5 separate regions of the Mus musculus genome follow, and regions 2, 3, 4 and 5 are each linked to region 1. The links are chromatin contacts, called in public HiChIP or PLAC-seq and promoter capture Hi-C maps. All regions are on one chromosome and are shown on one strand. The core of a region is the stretch at or near the end of the contact, and the rest is flanking DNA. Distances in the headings are between cores, read along the strand shown. Region 1 holds the start of Ccdc167 (coiled-coil domain containing 167). Region 2 overlaps Btbd9 (BTB (POZ) domain containing 9). Region 3 overlaps Glo1 (glyoxalase 1). Region 4 overlaps Btbd9 (BTB (POZ) domain containing 9). Region 5 overlaps Btbd9 (BTB (POZ) domain containing 9).

Region 1 (2,700 bases), core at 195-2,694:
AGTAATTCCACGGGGGCAAATTTATCTTTAGAAAGAGACACGGAAGGACAGAGCTGTGTGTGCACACAGGCCTGCTCTGTTCCCGAAGCAGAGAGGCCCTGCGGTGTGAGATAATATCCAGTACAAGAATGGAACGTAGGTACCTGAGGGATCTATGGCAGCTTTTTGAACCACATCCCCACTCTTTCAGACAACATCTATCTACTTTTAGTTTTTTTGCCATACCACAATTTTTTAAAAATTAATTATTATTATTATTATTATTATTATTAAGGTTTCACTGTTGTCCAGGCTGATTTCAAAACTGTGGACTCTAAATGATGCACCACCTCACTATCCTAAATAATTGAGACTACTCATATGTCCACCATGCTCAGCTAACTTTTTTCTTTTAATAAAAAAAACAAAAACAAAAAAACCATAGCACTTCACAGATGCTAAAGGTACTGACTTGTAGCTAGAGAAAGTACCCAAGATGCTGAAGGGGTCTGCAACACTATAGGTGGAACAACAATATGTACTAACCAGTACCCCCCGGAGCTTGTGTCTCTAGCTGCATATGTAGCAGAAGATGGCCTAGTCGGCCATCATTGGGAAGAGAGGCCCCTTGGTCTTGCAAACTTTATATGCCCCAGTACAGGGGAATGCCAGGGCCAAGAAGTAGGAGTGGGTGGGTAGGGGAGCAGGGCGGGGGGAGGGTATAGGGAACTTGCAGGATAGCATTTGAAATGTAAATTTTAAAAATATCTAATTAAAAAAATGAAAAAGAAAAGGTACTGACTTGTAAAACTTTGGTGGCAGCTCTATGTCTATGTCCTGTGGTAGGGTTATAGTCAAAACATCTCCAAGTCCAAGGTCTAAACACTCTAAAATCCTAAGCATGAACAAGCCTCTAAAAGAAAGCCAGAAGCCCAGGTAAGACCTAGGAATCTCAGGCTAATATGGTGTGCTGCGAGCCTTCTTCATGCCTTCCGTGATGTCTGCAGGCTGTTCTCATTTCACCAGAAAACAAGCTAATGCGAAAGAACACAGGACAGAAAGGATTAACGGTGCAAGACCATATTAGATCCCAAAGGGCAGAGCAGTTCAAGTTGGGACTGAAGGGCCAGGGCTTGCAGGCTGAGCCTTGCAGGAGCAAGAACATTTGAACGAGGATAGCCTAAAAAACGGTGCAGGGATGCCCTGAGGGATGCAAGAAGGAAGATGTTTGAAAAGAAAGAAGGAAGTTAAGATAAAAGCTCTCAAGTACGTAAAGAGGTCTCCACTCACGGGTAGACCTGAAACTGCTTCCCTGCACATCTTATACCCGGAGGCCGCCCCTCACAAACATGGCCGCTGCAGGATGGACGCGCCCCTTAACAAGATGGCGACGCAGAAGTCCCGCCTCCTTCCTCTGCACCGACCAATGAAAAAGAAGCACGAGGTCCTGCGCGTGCGTAGTGCGACTTAATGGGCTGGTCCAGCGCGGAAAAGACAGCAAGCAATATGACTAAAAAGAAGCGGGAGAATCTTGGTGTCGCTCAGGAGGTGAGGGGGAGAAGTCGGGTTCGAGTCACGTGGTTAGTCACTGTGTTCCGACGCAGGGGCGTCGATCGGCCCGGCGGCTGCGACGTCGAGGGTCAGATGGAGGAAGCGAGGGCGACGTGGCTTTGGGAGAGGCTGTGAAGGGAGGTGAAGGGTCACGATGAGGAAGGCAGGGATGGAGCTGAGAACCATCAGCTCCATCCCTGGTCAGGGGAGTCCCAAAGAAGACAGGCCATAGTGGGTATTCTAAAAGGAGAGACTCGGAGACTAAGGGAGACTTTAGCAGAAAGAGACAGGTGGGAACCAAAGGTGTTCGGGACTTGTAGGTGAGGGACCACCATGGAGCTAATAAGACTCCAGGGTGAGTGCGAGGCTATTATTCAGTATACTGCTAGTGGCTTAAACGTCTCCAGAGAGGGGAAGTTTTTCCTGTGGGGTATCAGCCTTGTAGCTTGAGGATCTTTGGAAATCTGCAGAGATTCCTAGAATTGGTGTTTGGGAAGGCCTTTAAAATAGTTTGTCATGCATGGAAAAAAAGCCGTCTGATGCATGTTTCGTTTGCATGTTCAATGAATTGTTGCATGTCTGTTATGCTCGTATAGACGAGGGAACTGAGGGTCTACGTGGAACTCAGGACATAGGTGGCACATGGTTATAGTCCCAGGGCTCAGAGATCTAAGCCAGCCTGGGATACAGAGCAACACTGCAAGGAAACGAAAAGGCGGAAGCCAGCTTAAAGTGGTGAAGGTGATAGAGCAGGGAATAATGCTCAGGTGGGCTTCCTGGAAGTGGGGACTCGTTTCCTCTCCCTTACAACGAAGGCATGTTCAGCCTGGGCCCTTGGGCCACTGGTGTTCCAGTACATCTAGGAATGTGATACAGCATGCTTGTAGATGACAGCATCAGGCTTCAATGTCAAAATATTGGACGCCCTCGAGGCATCCTCCCAGAGGTTACTTATCTCCTCAGTGATCCCTTTTTTGTTTGTTTGTTTGTTTGTTTTTTTCAGACAGGATTTCTCTGTGTAGTCCTGGCTGTCCTGGAACTCACTCTGTAGACCAGGCTGGCCTCGAACTCAGAAATTCGCCTGCCTCTGCCTCCCAAGTGCTGGGATTAAAGGCGTGTGCCACCATGCCTGGCTGCATTTTTGTTCTCTTTAGTGGTGGTTTGCTACTT
Region 2 (2,700 bases), core at 15-2,514, 820 kb before region 1:
ATAATGTTGTTCCACCTATAGGGTTACAGATCCCTTTAGCTCCTTGGCTACTTTCTCTAGCTCCTTCATTAGGGGGCCTGTGATCCATCCCATAGCTGACTGTGACCATCCACTTCTGTGTTTGCTAGGCCCCGGGCATTGAAACTCTTGAAGCTAGAGTTCCGATTGGTTGTAAGCTGCCCAACTTGGGTTCTGGTCCTCTGCAAGAATGCTGCAATTTTTTTTTTTTGTTTTTTTGTTTTTTTAATGCTACAAGTTTTAACCATTAATCTATCTCTCCAATAGCGTTTCCAACTTGGGTAAGGTGGAGTCTCAGTATAGATTGAATTTGCATTGCCCTGATGCCTAAGATATTGAGCACTTCCAAATATTTATTGGCCATTTGTATTTCTTGTGAGAGTTGTCTGTTCATTTCATTAGCTTGTTTACTAATTGGCCGATGTGTGGTTTTTTTGTTTCTGAGTTTGGAATTATTGGTAATTTCTAGATATTTCCTCTGTTGACTATATACTGTATACTGTAAAGCTTTTCCACCATCCCATGGCTGCCTTTGTACTTTGCTCATTATTTTCTTTAATGTGCAGAAACTACATGCATTCTCATCTGTCACTTCTTGGGGTTATCGTCTTTGCTATTGGAGTCTTTTTCAAATGGTCTTTGTTTATGCTTACCCCTTGAAGTATTTCACCTCCTTCCTGCCAGCACTTTCACAGTTTCAAAGGAGGTTTAATTTGGGGAGATAGTTCATCAAGCAAGGGGGCTGTGGTGGCAGGAGAGGCAGCTAGTCACACTGTACCCATAGTCAGGCAGCAGAGAGTGAGGAATGCTGCCGCCTGCTGCCACTGGGCGCCGCGCCGCAGGGCTTTCTTCTTCCTTTTTATTCCGATTACTCCTAGTTAGTCCATTGGGACTACAGTCCAAGGAGTGGAACCACCTACATTTAGGATGTGCCTTGTCACCTCAAATAATCCAGTCTCAATAATCCTCCAAGGGCGTGCCATGGGAGCTTGCCTGCTTGTGACTTTAGATCCCGTCAGCTGACAGGGTCTCTCTCTCTCACTGTCACAGGCTCAGGCAACCATGAAAACCAAGGTTTTCTTTCCTCAGTCTAGCTTGACAATTTTATTATCAGCATATAACAAACCTATTGATTTTTATATGTTGATTTTTGTACTCTGCCGTTTTGCTTAGTGTTCATTAGAGCTAAGGAAAGACCAACTCTCATATATTGCTAGGCAACAGAGTTCTCTAAAAGGTAATGGGTTAAATAGATAGCCATTTATACATTTACTCTAATTCTGTGGGTAGGATTTAAACAGGGCTCAGCTTGTGTCTGGATCACTTGGTACCTGCTGGAGTTGGAGCATCCTTCTAATATCCAGCCTATGGATGACTGAGCAGGGAGAAACGACTCGACTGGGAATGTGTGCTTGGACCTTGACTTTCATCTCCCCTGGGTTCATTATTCATCTTGTAATCTCAGGGCCTCTTGCTTTTCATCTGGATCGTCCACACAGCCTGGGCAGCTCAGGCTCCAAAGCGCAAACGTAGATCTGTCAGACCTCCTAAAGGCTTAGGCCTAGAAGCCTGCTTTTGGTGGTTAAAGTGATTTTAACTCCAGACTTTATGGGAGGAGAAATGAATTCCATGTTCTTTTAAAGATTTGTTTAGTTTTATGTTCATTGATGTTTTGTTTCCATGTATTCCTGTGGAGATGTCAGATCCCCTGGAACTGGAGTTACAGTCGGGAAAGGCCTCGTGGGTGCTGGGAATTGAACCTGGGCCTTCTGGAAGACCAGCCAGTGCTTTCAACAGCTGAGCTGCCTCTCTAGCCCCCCACATTTCATGTTTTTAACATAAGGAAAATGATGTTTGTGTATAGGGACAGGAAAGGATCATAAGTCAGCCATCTGAAGGACTGTTCACCCTGATAATGGTGCATACTTGTACAAACGTTTCAAAACTTCCTATCTTCTCAGTCTTAATTTTCTCAGTTTGTTTTAGTTAGCATACAGTAAGAGGCTTCATTATGGCATCTTTATACTTTGCTGTGGTTGACATATGTTCTTTCTCCTGTTCCCCTGTATTGTCCTCTTTTCTTCCCAATGACTCCCTTCCATCTTTTCACAGTACACAATCTATTGTTTTATAGCTGAAGAGTCTGGACTTTATAGGGCAGGGCAAAATAAGCATTAACAGGCAGAGTGGCAGAGTTATAAAATGTTACTTGAGAAAATAATCATCTGTATGCCTGCATCTTGCACGTATACTGTCTACCCGCATCACGCGTGTGAAAATGATGTCCGATTATCAAGTTCTGAGGTTACTGCAGCTCAGTGTGGAAAGGTGAAATGTGTCAGCTCTCAGTCCCACGAGCTTTAGCTATTTCTTCTTCTAGATTTATTATTAAGTGAAAATGAGTGACTTAGAAATACTGATGTGTAATTTTTACAGTAGGCCTTTAAAAAGAAAATACATGTGGAGCACATACATGGAAATGAGTTAGCTTACTGATAACGCTTAGTGTTCTACATATACACATATGCAGTCTGATAACTTTGTTAGCATTGTTTGTCACTTTGCAATAATATCAAAGTAGAATTTGTCCTTGTTAGTTTTTTGTCAGCTTGACACAGGGGCTCCACAGGAGAGAAAATGCTCCCATTACCTGGGCCTGTAGACAAGTCTGTATGGAGGGCA
Region 3 (2,700 bases), core at 166-2,665, 880 kb before region 1:
TTGGGAGACAGGGTTTCTCTGTGTAGCCCTGGCTGTCCTGGATGGAACTCACTCTGTAGACCAGGCTGGCCTCAAACTCAAAGAGATCTGCCTGCCTCTGCCTCCCGAGTGCTGGGGTTAAAGGCCTGTGCTACCACTGCCTGGTAATTTTCAATATTTTTAAGTGTGGACATTTGAGTCTTTGTGTTACTCTTATGGTATCCATAAGACAAAGAGAACATTTTTCTTTTAGAGAATAAGACTCCATGTGGCAAAATATTTGCCAGATTATAGCTTATTAATTTTATAATTTAAAGATTCTTCTAAAAACCTTCTGATATTCACATTTGTGTCCTCTTGTTATCTTGGTATCTTTCGGATACAAAAATGTTATAGAATATGTTCCTTTTAAAGAGCTAGCACATCATTTTATAATAACTAACATTCCAATTTTAAGTTATTTTTATACCCTCAGCATTCAAATGTACAGAATTAAGGATTGCCCGAATTTCTTTTGATTTCACTACATTGGCAGGTTTTGGGGTGTTTTGTTCTTGTATTTTTTTAGGGACTAACAAAAGAGCCTTTGTTGCAGTATGCCTGTGTTAGTATGTATCCCTAAGTGGACCTCTCAAATCTAAAATGGAAATACTTGATGACATATCTAGAATGTGTCAGCTGCTGTGATTTTTATTGGTGCTCTTCTTATCCAGGTGCCTGAGTTTGAGTATCTTTTTAACCTAGCTACAGTCGTCTTTGCCAGCTTGCCCTTTGTACAGGTGAAAACACATTTGAAGTAAAGTAGCGGACATACAGAATACAGCTCTGGGGATACTCCTCATAGGCTGTTCGCAGGTCAGAACTGTGAGTTACTGTCTTAAGGCAAGGATCTTTCTCTAAAAGAACAGAACCATTCAAATGTCCATATAGAATAGAAGGAGATCTATTAGATCGGCTTCCATGGAAGGGGCTCGGTAGTCCCAGCAGTGGCTGCCTGAACTCAGGAAGAAGCAGAGAGCCCAGCTCCATCCACAGAGGTGGCTGCGTAGGCAGTCCCAAGCCAGGGTCCACGGCCTGCAGTTCCCTGGAGAAGCACTGCTATTAAGTCCACCGCAGAAGGCCAGCAAGCTGGAGTCTCTTAGCAGCAATAGATGCAGTGTTGTAAGCCAGCCCGCGGCCTACATGAACCGGGTATTTCTGGAAGGCAGGCCGGGGCTGAAAGAGACTTAGACTGTAAGAAAAGATAATGAAGGAAGCCAAGACAAAAATTTCTCTGATCAAGGTTTACTAAGAGAGTGTGCTTATAAGGGGGAAGACCCATCCTCCCGCCCCCAGTCCATTCTTGATGTCTGGAGCCAGCCTGTAGGAGATATGTAGGATAGGACGTGCCTCCGGAATATCTCTGGGGCCTCTCAGCAGGTAGCAGTGTCTTGGAGGAGAGCAGAGGCAGGTGACAGAACAATAGAGCCATCTAGGTCGGAAGGCTCCACCCCAGGTAGTCTCACTCTCAGAGGCAGCAAGGTTTGCATCAGTCTGCTTCAGGCTGGGGGAGGCTACAATGCAGGACAGTTGGAAGGCATTACCCACTTTGACAGTGGGACTTCCTCTCTGGAAATTCACTCGAAAATTTAAATTAATTAATCAAATTATTATAATTCATCATTATTATTAACCAGTACAGATGGATCATTGTGGTTAATAACATATTAATCATTAGTAAAATTAATAAATTAATTAAAATTGATTTAGACTAGTGAGCACAAAAGGTTATTTAAAATACATTTAAAAAGCTGAGGTGTGTGTACTAGGTTGTCTCTAAGTCCCTCAAGCTGACCATGTCTGCCAGCCGTCACTCTAAGTCCCCCAAGCTGACTATGTCTGCCAGCCATCACCCTAAGTCCCCCAAGCTGACCATGTCGACCAGTCGTCATTCTTAATTCCCCCAAGCTAACCATGTCTGCCAGCCGTCACCCTAAGTCCTCCAAGCTGACATGTTGACCAGCCTTCACTCTAAATCCCCCAAGCTGACATGTTGACCAGCTGTCACAGTGTTCTCCTTTCCTCTGTAGCAACTGGGGCACTGAAGATGACGAGACTCAGAGTTACCACAACGGCAACTCGGACCCTCGTGGATTTGGTACGTCTGCCTCATTGTATTTGATGATTGTGTGTGCATGTGCGTGTGCGTGCGTGTGTGTGTGTGTGTGATTTTGCATGGTGTACATATTTATGGATACATAAAACTTTAGATATGAATGACCTAATTTTCTTTCTTTTTTTTTTTCCCCCTTCGAGACAGGGTTTCTCTGTGTAGTCCTGGAACTTACTCTGTAGACCAGTCTGGCCTCAAACTCAGAAACTCGCCTGCCTCTGCCTCCCAAGTGCTGGGATTAGAGGCGTGCACCACCGCCACCACCACCCGGCTGAATGATCTAATTTTCAAGTATAGCTTATTAGGGACGTGGATATTTTTATATCTTGCCAATCTTATTTAGCAGCTATGTTGGTATTAGTCTAAACATCGTGTTTACTTTCTTATAATATTATACAGTAAAACCACAGTATTATACTTCCAGTAAACCTTATTGTAGGGACAGGGTTAGAGCCCAAGGCCTTTAACATGCCGGGCAGGCTTTCTGCCACTAGACTGTACCTCCATCTCCCTCTCAGAGAGCATTTGGTTAAAAACAATGGGAACTGTGGTCAGTCATTTTTTGGTAG
Region 4 (2,700 bases), core at 122-2,621, 740 kb before region 1:
CCTCTGAAGAGCATGAGACAAGAGTACTTAATTTGTTAATAGTATTTTTTTTTCCTCTGCTCTGTTGTGTTACCTAAGTAGTGTTGGCTTAGTAAAGAGAAGAGTGCTGACAGAAGGCAGGCTTGGCAGAGGCCATCACCAAAGACCCCAGAGACTCTGCCACTTGTTACTGTGTGTGTGTCTTTAAAAATGCTATATGATTTGGTATGGTTAAAATTTAACTTCTGGCTGGTGAGATGCTCAGCGGTTAAGAGCACTGACTGCTCTTCTGAAGGTCCTGAGTTCAAATCCCAGCAACCACATGGTGGCTCACAACCATCTGTAATGAGATCTGATACCCTCTTCTGGAGTGTCTGAAGACAGCTACAGTGTACTTATATATAATAAATAAATCTTTAAAAAAATTTAACTTCATTCAGTGTACAGATTTTTGTTTTGTGGAATTTATACCCATGGACCCCATTTGTTTTGTGTGTAATTTTGCAAGAAAAATCACTGTGGAGCCTATAACTGGCCTGGTGTCAACAACAGACATGGCCAAGATCAAAGTGACACCCATGCACTTACTATGTAAAGTGAAGCTTAGGAGTGTTGCTGTTGTCTTCTTGGTCTGAGAAGAACTTTTTTATTAAATTGAATGTGTGCAGGGTCAGTAGTTGACACCCGCTCTCCCTCTGATGCCTGCTCTCTGTTACTGTTGGGTTCGGGCTGTGAGCGGAAGGGTTCAGGGTACTGCTTGGCAGAGGATTGTAAACAGAACGTTCTGTCCAGTGCTCATGGGCTGCTCCCTGCTCTGTATTTTTGTTGTTGGTTAGTACTATGGAGCAGATCAAGAGAACCATGCGGCTTTGAGAAGTATCTTTGCCTCTAAATAATGAAGCAACTTATTTATGTTCTGTTCAGCTCCTTGGTACAGTCTGCTGTTTGGAAGTATTTATAGTGTTCCTCTGCCCATGAATATGGAGTGTAGATGACAGACTGGTTCTGACGTTGTGGCTTGTCCTTGATAACCTTGTGCAAGTCTGGAGAAGACCGAGATGGCTGGGATCTGGCTATGGGTACCAAAGACAGGTGCTGCAGGCCGCCAGACTCTCACAGGAAGGTAGCTTCTGTTATAAATGATCAGACTTCTGGCCCAGGTCATTTGTTGGGAGTTACCTGATTCTTGGTCTCTCTAGAGATGTTTGTTCATAGAAAAGTGACTTGACAGTGTTCCTCTAGAGGCAACAAGTTGCAACAGGAGTGTGAGACTGAGGGCACCTTAGTCTTAAACCCATCTGTTCTCACGTGCCTGAAGCATGCCCTTACCCAACTCCTCCTCTGCAGAGCTGGCTTGCTGCACTGCCAGTTGCCTGTAGTTTACTCTAGCCAGGCTTGCCTAATTAGGTCTTGAATAATACTTCAGTGTTGCCTGGAATGGAGAAAAGAGCTGGGCCCCAGCTGTTACCCAGTAGCTAGAGTGTCTGGAATCCTCTGGCATGAGTGGCTGTGATGTGGTGCTGAGGGTTGGCCATCCTCATCGACTGTCCTTCTCTCCCTGAGTATTCTTTGCAGTTTTCTTCTCTCCGTATGGGCCCCTTTCCTGATCTTCTGCTCCTGTCTCTTAGTTTCTCTTTCCACATACTGAACGAGGGAACTTGAGGACAAGCTTTTCGTCCACACTGCTGCCCAGTGTCCCCTATGTAGGACCCAGTATGCCTGATCATTTTGATCTCAGAGTTAGCTAGCTCCAACAGCACACCTATGAGACATCTCCTGAAAGACTGGGGAGGTGGCTTAGTAGCTAAGGCCATCAGCTAGGCTTCATGAGGTACCCAGTTTGCTTTGCAGAGTCAGGGATGGCTATAGATGGCTCAAAACCCCTGCACTAATGACTTCCATGGCAACTGCACTCAGGTGCGCACACAGACACACTGCACACATAATTAATAAAAAAAAATTAAGTTAGAAAAGAAACATCTGTGGAGTATGCATCATCTTGTGTGCTGAGTGAAATGTTTCGAGAGGGAATCCATTTGAAGGGAGGGGAGAAATCCTTGAGCCCTGAGTTAGAGAGTATAAATCACAAGTCAATATGAACTTCAGATAATCCTTTATCCAGCAGCGATGTGTGACAGCACTTGGAGGTGGGAAAATTCCCTCCTTGTGTACTTTTGGAGAAATCCAGTGTTTTTATTTGGTACAGTTGCATATTCATTCCTAACAGACTGCGTTCTGAAAGAATTGGACTTTTATAGATTCTATGAATATTCAGAGAGTCACCAGAGCCGAGTCTGTCCTTTACCTTATGTGTCTAGACCCATCTGTCATTTCTTGCTAGATAGTTCTACTTCTCTTTCGCAGCGTTTGCCTTTTGGATAAAGCATTCCCCATTGTTGACCGGGGGTGGGTGGGGGTGGGGGGTTGGGGGTTGCTGGTGGCTTTGGTTCTCTGCTTGAAGGTAGGCAGTCCTCAGAGTGGATCTTTGGAGGGACACAAAGACAGATGGACACAGCCTTCTGTCTGTCAGTGTTCCCTCTGGGCTGTCTCCCATACCTTGGGTGGTGGTGTTCCCTCTGGAAAGCAGTTAGGACATTGTTTAGCATACTGGCTCAGCAAGGGGCACAGGATGGCTGTTGCCACTAACTCATCAGAGAACTTGGCAAGCAGCAGACCAGACTCTGGAAGCCTTATTCATTAGCATATTAATTGACATGACCA
Region 5 (2,700 bases), core at 172-2,671, 790 kb before region 1:
GCCTCAAACTCAGAAATCCGCCTGCCTCTGCCTCCCAAGGGCTGGGATTAAAGGCGTGTGCCACCATGCCCGGCAATGAGGACAAGCATTTTAACATGTCTCCTGCATTGCTTCATAAATCGTTCGTCAGCTTAGGTGTTTGTTCTAACAGCAGTTTAAGATAAATCTAAGAATTAGACCTTACTTGACTATCCAAGGATGCTTTGATTCCCTTCAGAATCATTTATTGACTGCTTAAACAATGTTCTAAATGAACTTCCTGTGGGTACTTCACTCTGCAAATACTTCCTTAGTGTGTAAGGGTTTAATTTTTCTTGTGTTAGTTAATTTGTGTATTTGTACATATGTCACCTTTGTTGTTTAGTGTCTTTTGTGTTGCTTTGGTTTCCCTCAGAGTAAAATTACAAGCTTTTAGAGGCATAGAGTGTGGGTTCTAAGTCTTAGGATTGTCAGACAGCACTCAGACCGTGACACTGTGCTAGGCGGCCACTCTGTACCCAGTGCAGGTTCATGGTGTAAGGCGCTGACTGACGGTGAGAGATGAAGTCTGCATTGCCTTGAACATTCACTGTCCATCTGAGCAGAGCAGTCGTTAAGAGGGTCTGAGTGGTGGCAGACTCCCTGAGCTGGCAAACAGCTCTACTTTTTTAGGGCTTGTTTTCTGTAGGAAACTGAAATTTGAGGTTCATGTTGAAGGTTTTTAATGCTTTGTATGGATGGCAGATTTCATCTGTTAAATTGAAAAAAGTGGTATTTTATCAATCAAGGCATGGGAGATTTGACCTACACCTCTTTCTGAGACTTAGGTCAGTCAGTCGGCATTGTGGAACCTGTGCTGTGCTGCAGATGGCGCTCACCCCAACCCTGGCTTCAGTTCACACCCTTGCTGTGGTGAATCTGTGCCTCACTGAGCATGCTGCCCTCACCAAAAAGGAGCAGGAGCCGTACTCTGTGAGCTCGATAGTTACTGAACGGGAGAACCGCACCCTGTGAGCTTGATAGTTATTGAGCAGGAAGGCTGCTTGTTTTCTACAGAGCAGACTTTTTTTTTTTTAATCACCCTTTGAGAATCTGAGCTGTTGTTTGATCTTCAGAGAAGGTTGGCATCTTTGGCACATTGGCTTTTATTAAGATGCCACTGTGCCTTTTCCTAGCAGCCAAGCCTGTGAGTGCTTCCCTGTACTGTCCTGAGCCTGCCACAAACAGTATCTTAATAACTAATAACTAATGGCTTGCTCATTTTTGAATGTTTACAGCAGGTTTTGTATATTTTTGGTTCTGAGAAAACACATAACATAACACTAGGTCTGCCATGCCTCTGCCTGTGCGGGGTAACCCTGGCAGCGTCCGCCTGGCATGGTGGTGGTTGCGTCTCCTGGCAGTAAGGAAGCGCCAGCCTCACACCACAGTTATCACTTCAGTGATGATGAGTGGAAGGAAGTGACTGACCTTTCTGAACCCTTGCCAGGAGTGGTGTGTGTGTGGTGCTGTTCTATGTGCACCAAAGTTTTACTAACACCAGCTCCTCCTACCTTAACCCTCAGCTGGAGCTGAAGAAAAGCGACTTGCAGTTTATCTGTGTGCATCTTTATCCTCAGACCAAACCTCACTGTGTCACTTGTAAGAACTTTGCATTGATAACGACTTCTCTCTCTCTCTTTCTCTCTCTCTCTCTCCCCCCCGTGTGTGTTTGTGTGTGTTATGTGAATTGATACTGCAGTTAAGTGTTATATTGATGCTTTATGAAAATAAAATTTTAATTTTTAAATATCAGTCACCCCTGTCAGTGTTTTGAAATACTTTTTACTTTTATATCCTGCTCAGGAAAGTGGGCTAATGCTAAAGAATCCCAATGCTACAGAATGCTACATATGTTTCTAATCCTTTAGAAACTCTTTGAAATCAAATGTTGAATTTAGGCAGACTGTGGTGGGCTAGGTTGGGACAGTTGAATTAGTGATCGCACCCCTGATGAGACAGGTCTTGCTTCTTGTAGCAGGCACTTGATTCTCTACCAATGCTTCCCTTTGATGCCCGTTGCTTGTTTGAATAACTACTGTTTCCTTTCCCTCCTTATTCCCATTTTCTTAGAGCAAGAAATTATTATGTGTCAAGTATGTCGCAGAAAAAGGAAGGGGTGTTGCAGAACATTTGCCAGTCTGTCTTCTAGTCTCAGGGGTTACATTAGAGGCCTTCGGTGATGATAAATACCTCACTAGAGGGGCTCTGTTTTTACTCAGAACAGGGATTTAGGCATGCTTCACTAGCCCAGGAAAGAAAATTGTCTTCGTTCGTTCGTTCGATCGTTCGTTCGTTCGTTCACTGCTTACTCATTCAGCAAATTAGCACCTGCTTTGTGCTCTACACTGTACTCAGTCCCGAGCTTGTAACACTGATAGATGTCAGGGTTTCTGCACTCATCAGTTGAGAGTAGCATATACACAAATTTATAAGTACGGGTCACTGAGAGCAGGCATGTATTTTTGAGTAAGGTTGCCAGGGTGGTAGTGTTGTAAGCGGAGAGACAGGAGATGCTATGATCTCGTCTCTGCTCTGAGCATGTAGGCCTTCTTTGGTATATGGAGAATGTTGTTCATATTAGCTAGTCTTCTGTGGGAGCCTCATTAGATGTGTACTAAAACTGTAGCATTTGTTGGGGTAAAGCACTTGAATCTCTTTTATTGCCTCCATCTATTCCGT

What was found. Promoter capture Hi-C pulls out the DNA fragments that hold promoters and counts their contacts. HiChIP or PLAC-seq counts read pairs in DNA pulled down with a chosen protein or histone mark.
Region 2: an H3K4me3 HiChIP or PLAC-seq map of the SCID.adh cell line shows a contact between it and region 1, with 6 times the contacts expected there. The contact joins the enhancer-like site here to the promoter of Ccdc167 in region 1. A contact is called at or near these places in 7 of 39 promoter capture datasets (the 3T3-L1 cell line, the HPC-7 cell line, cranial neural crest and 3 more) and 4 of 115 datasets of contacts at active chromatin or transcription factors (the SCID.adh cell line, embryonic basal ganglia, embryonic stem cells and 1 more).
Region 3: a promoter capture Hi-C map of embryonic stem cells shows a contact between it and region 1, with 2.5 times the contacts expected there. The contact joins the enhancer-like site here to the promoter of Ccdc167 in region 1. A contact is called at or near these places in 7 of 39 promoter capture datasets (the 3T3-L1 cell line, the HPC-7 cell line, cranial neural crest and 4 more), 10 of 484 Hi-C or Micro-C datasets (the N1E-115 cell line, cerebellar granule neurons, cerebellum and 6 more), 8 of 115 datasets of contacts at active chromatin or transcription factors (astrocytes, embryonic basal ganglia, embryonic forebrain and 5 more) and 1 of 9 other capture datasets (macrophages).
Region 4: an H3K4me3 HiChIP or PLAC-seq map of forebrain shows a contact between it and region 1, with 8 times the contacts expected there. The contact joins the enhancer-like site here to the promoter of Ccdc167 in region 1. A contact is called at or near these places in 14 of 39 promoter capture datasets (the 3T3-L1 cell line, 3T3-L1-derived adipocytes, the C10 cell line and 9 more), 15 of 484 Hi-C or Micro-C datasets (the 3T3-L1 cell line, the HPC-7 cell line, the N1E-115 cell line and 10 more) and 9 of 115 datasets of contacts at active chromatin or transcription factors (the SCID.adh cell line, astrocytes, embryonic basal ganglia and 6 more).
Region 5: a contact with region 1 is called in a promoter capture Hi-C map of the HPC-7 cell line. The contact joins the enhancer-like site here to the promoter of Ccdc167 in region 1. A contact is called at or near these places in 9 of 39 promoter capture datasets (the 3T3-L1 cell line, 3T3-L1-derived adipocytes, the HPC-7 cell line and 5 more), 3 of 484 Hi-C or Micro-C datasets (the HPC-7 cell line, cortical neurons and palatal mesenchyme) and 4 of 115 datasets of contacts at active chromatin or transcription factors (embryonic basal ganglia, embryonic forebrain, embryonic hindbrain and 1 more).

What each region holds. Positions count from the first base shown.
Region 1 is chr17:29,715,761-29,718,460 of GRCm38.p6, reverse strand. Ccdc167 (coiled-coil domain containing 167) reads left to right here and starts at 1,444. Exons shown (of 4, transcript NM_026782.2): 1 at 1,444-1,527. The coding sequence starts at 1,486.
Region 2 is chr17:30,535,650-30,538,349 of GRCm38.p6, reverse strand. The region is part of intron 1 of Btbd9 (BTB (POZ) domain containing 9); the gene reads left to right. Among named protein-coding and RNA genes, the nearest start is that of Btbd9, 39 kb to the left of the region's middle. Within about 2 kb of position 1,264, at least 3 of the 459 cell types and tissues checked have an H3K27ac peak or open chromatin away from gene starts, as enhancers often do. A contact at or near this core is called in the SCID.adh cell line, where this site is marked.
Region 3 is chr17:30,597,221-30,599,920 of GRCm38.p6, reverse strand. Glo1 (glyoxalase 1) reads left to right here. Exons shown (of 6, transcript NM_025374.3): 4 at 2,049-2,116. Among named protein-coding and RNA genes, the nearest start is that of Glo1, 14 kb to the left of the region's middle. Within about 2 kb of position 1,415, at least 19 of the 459 cell types and tissues checked have an H3K27ac peak or open chromatin away from gene starts, as enhancers often do. A contact at or near this core is called in embryonic stem cells, where this site is marked.
Region 4 is chr17:30,457,177-30,459,876 of GRCm38.p6, reverse strand. The region is part of intron 6 of Btbd9 (BTB (POZ) domain containing 9); the gene reads left to right. Among named protein-coding and RNA genes, the nearest start is that of Btbd9, 120 kb to the left of the region's middle. Within about 2 kb of position 1,371, at least 32 of the 459 cell types and tissues checked have an H3K27ac peak or open chromatin away from gene starts, as enhancers often do. A contact at or near this core is called in cortical neurons and forebrain, where this site is marked.
Region 5 is chr17:30,508,547-30,511,246 of GRCm38.p6, reverse strand. The region is part of intron 6 of Btbd9 (BTB (POZ) domain containing 9); the gene reads left to right. Among named protein-coding and RNA genes, the nearest start is that of Btbd9, 66 kb to the left of the region's middle. Within about 2 kb of position 1,421, at least 12 of the 459 cell types and tissues checked have an H3K27ac peak or open chromatin away from gene starts, as enhancers often do. A contact at or near this core is called in the HPC-7 cell line and cortical neurons, where this site is marked.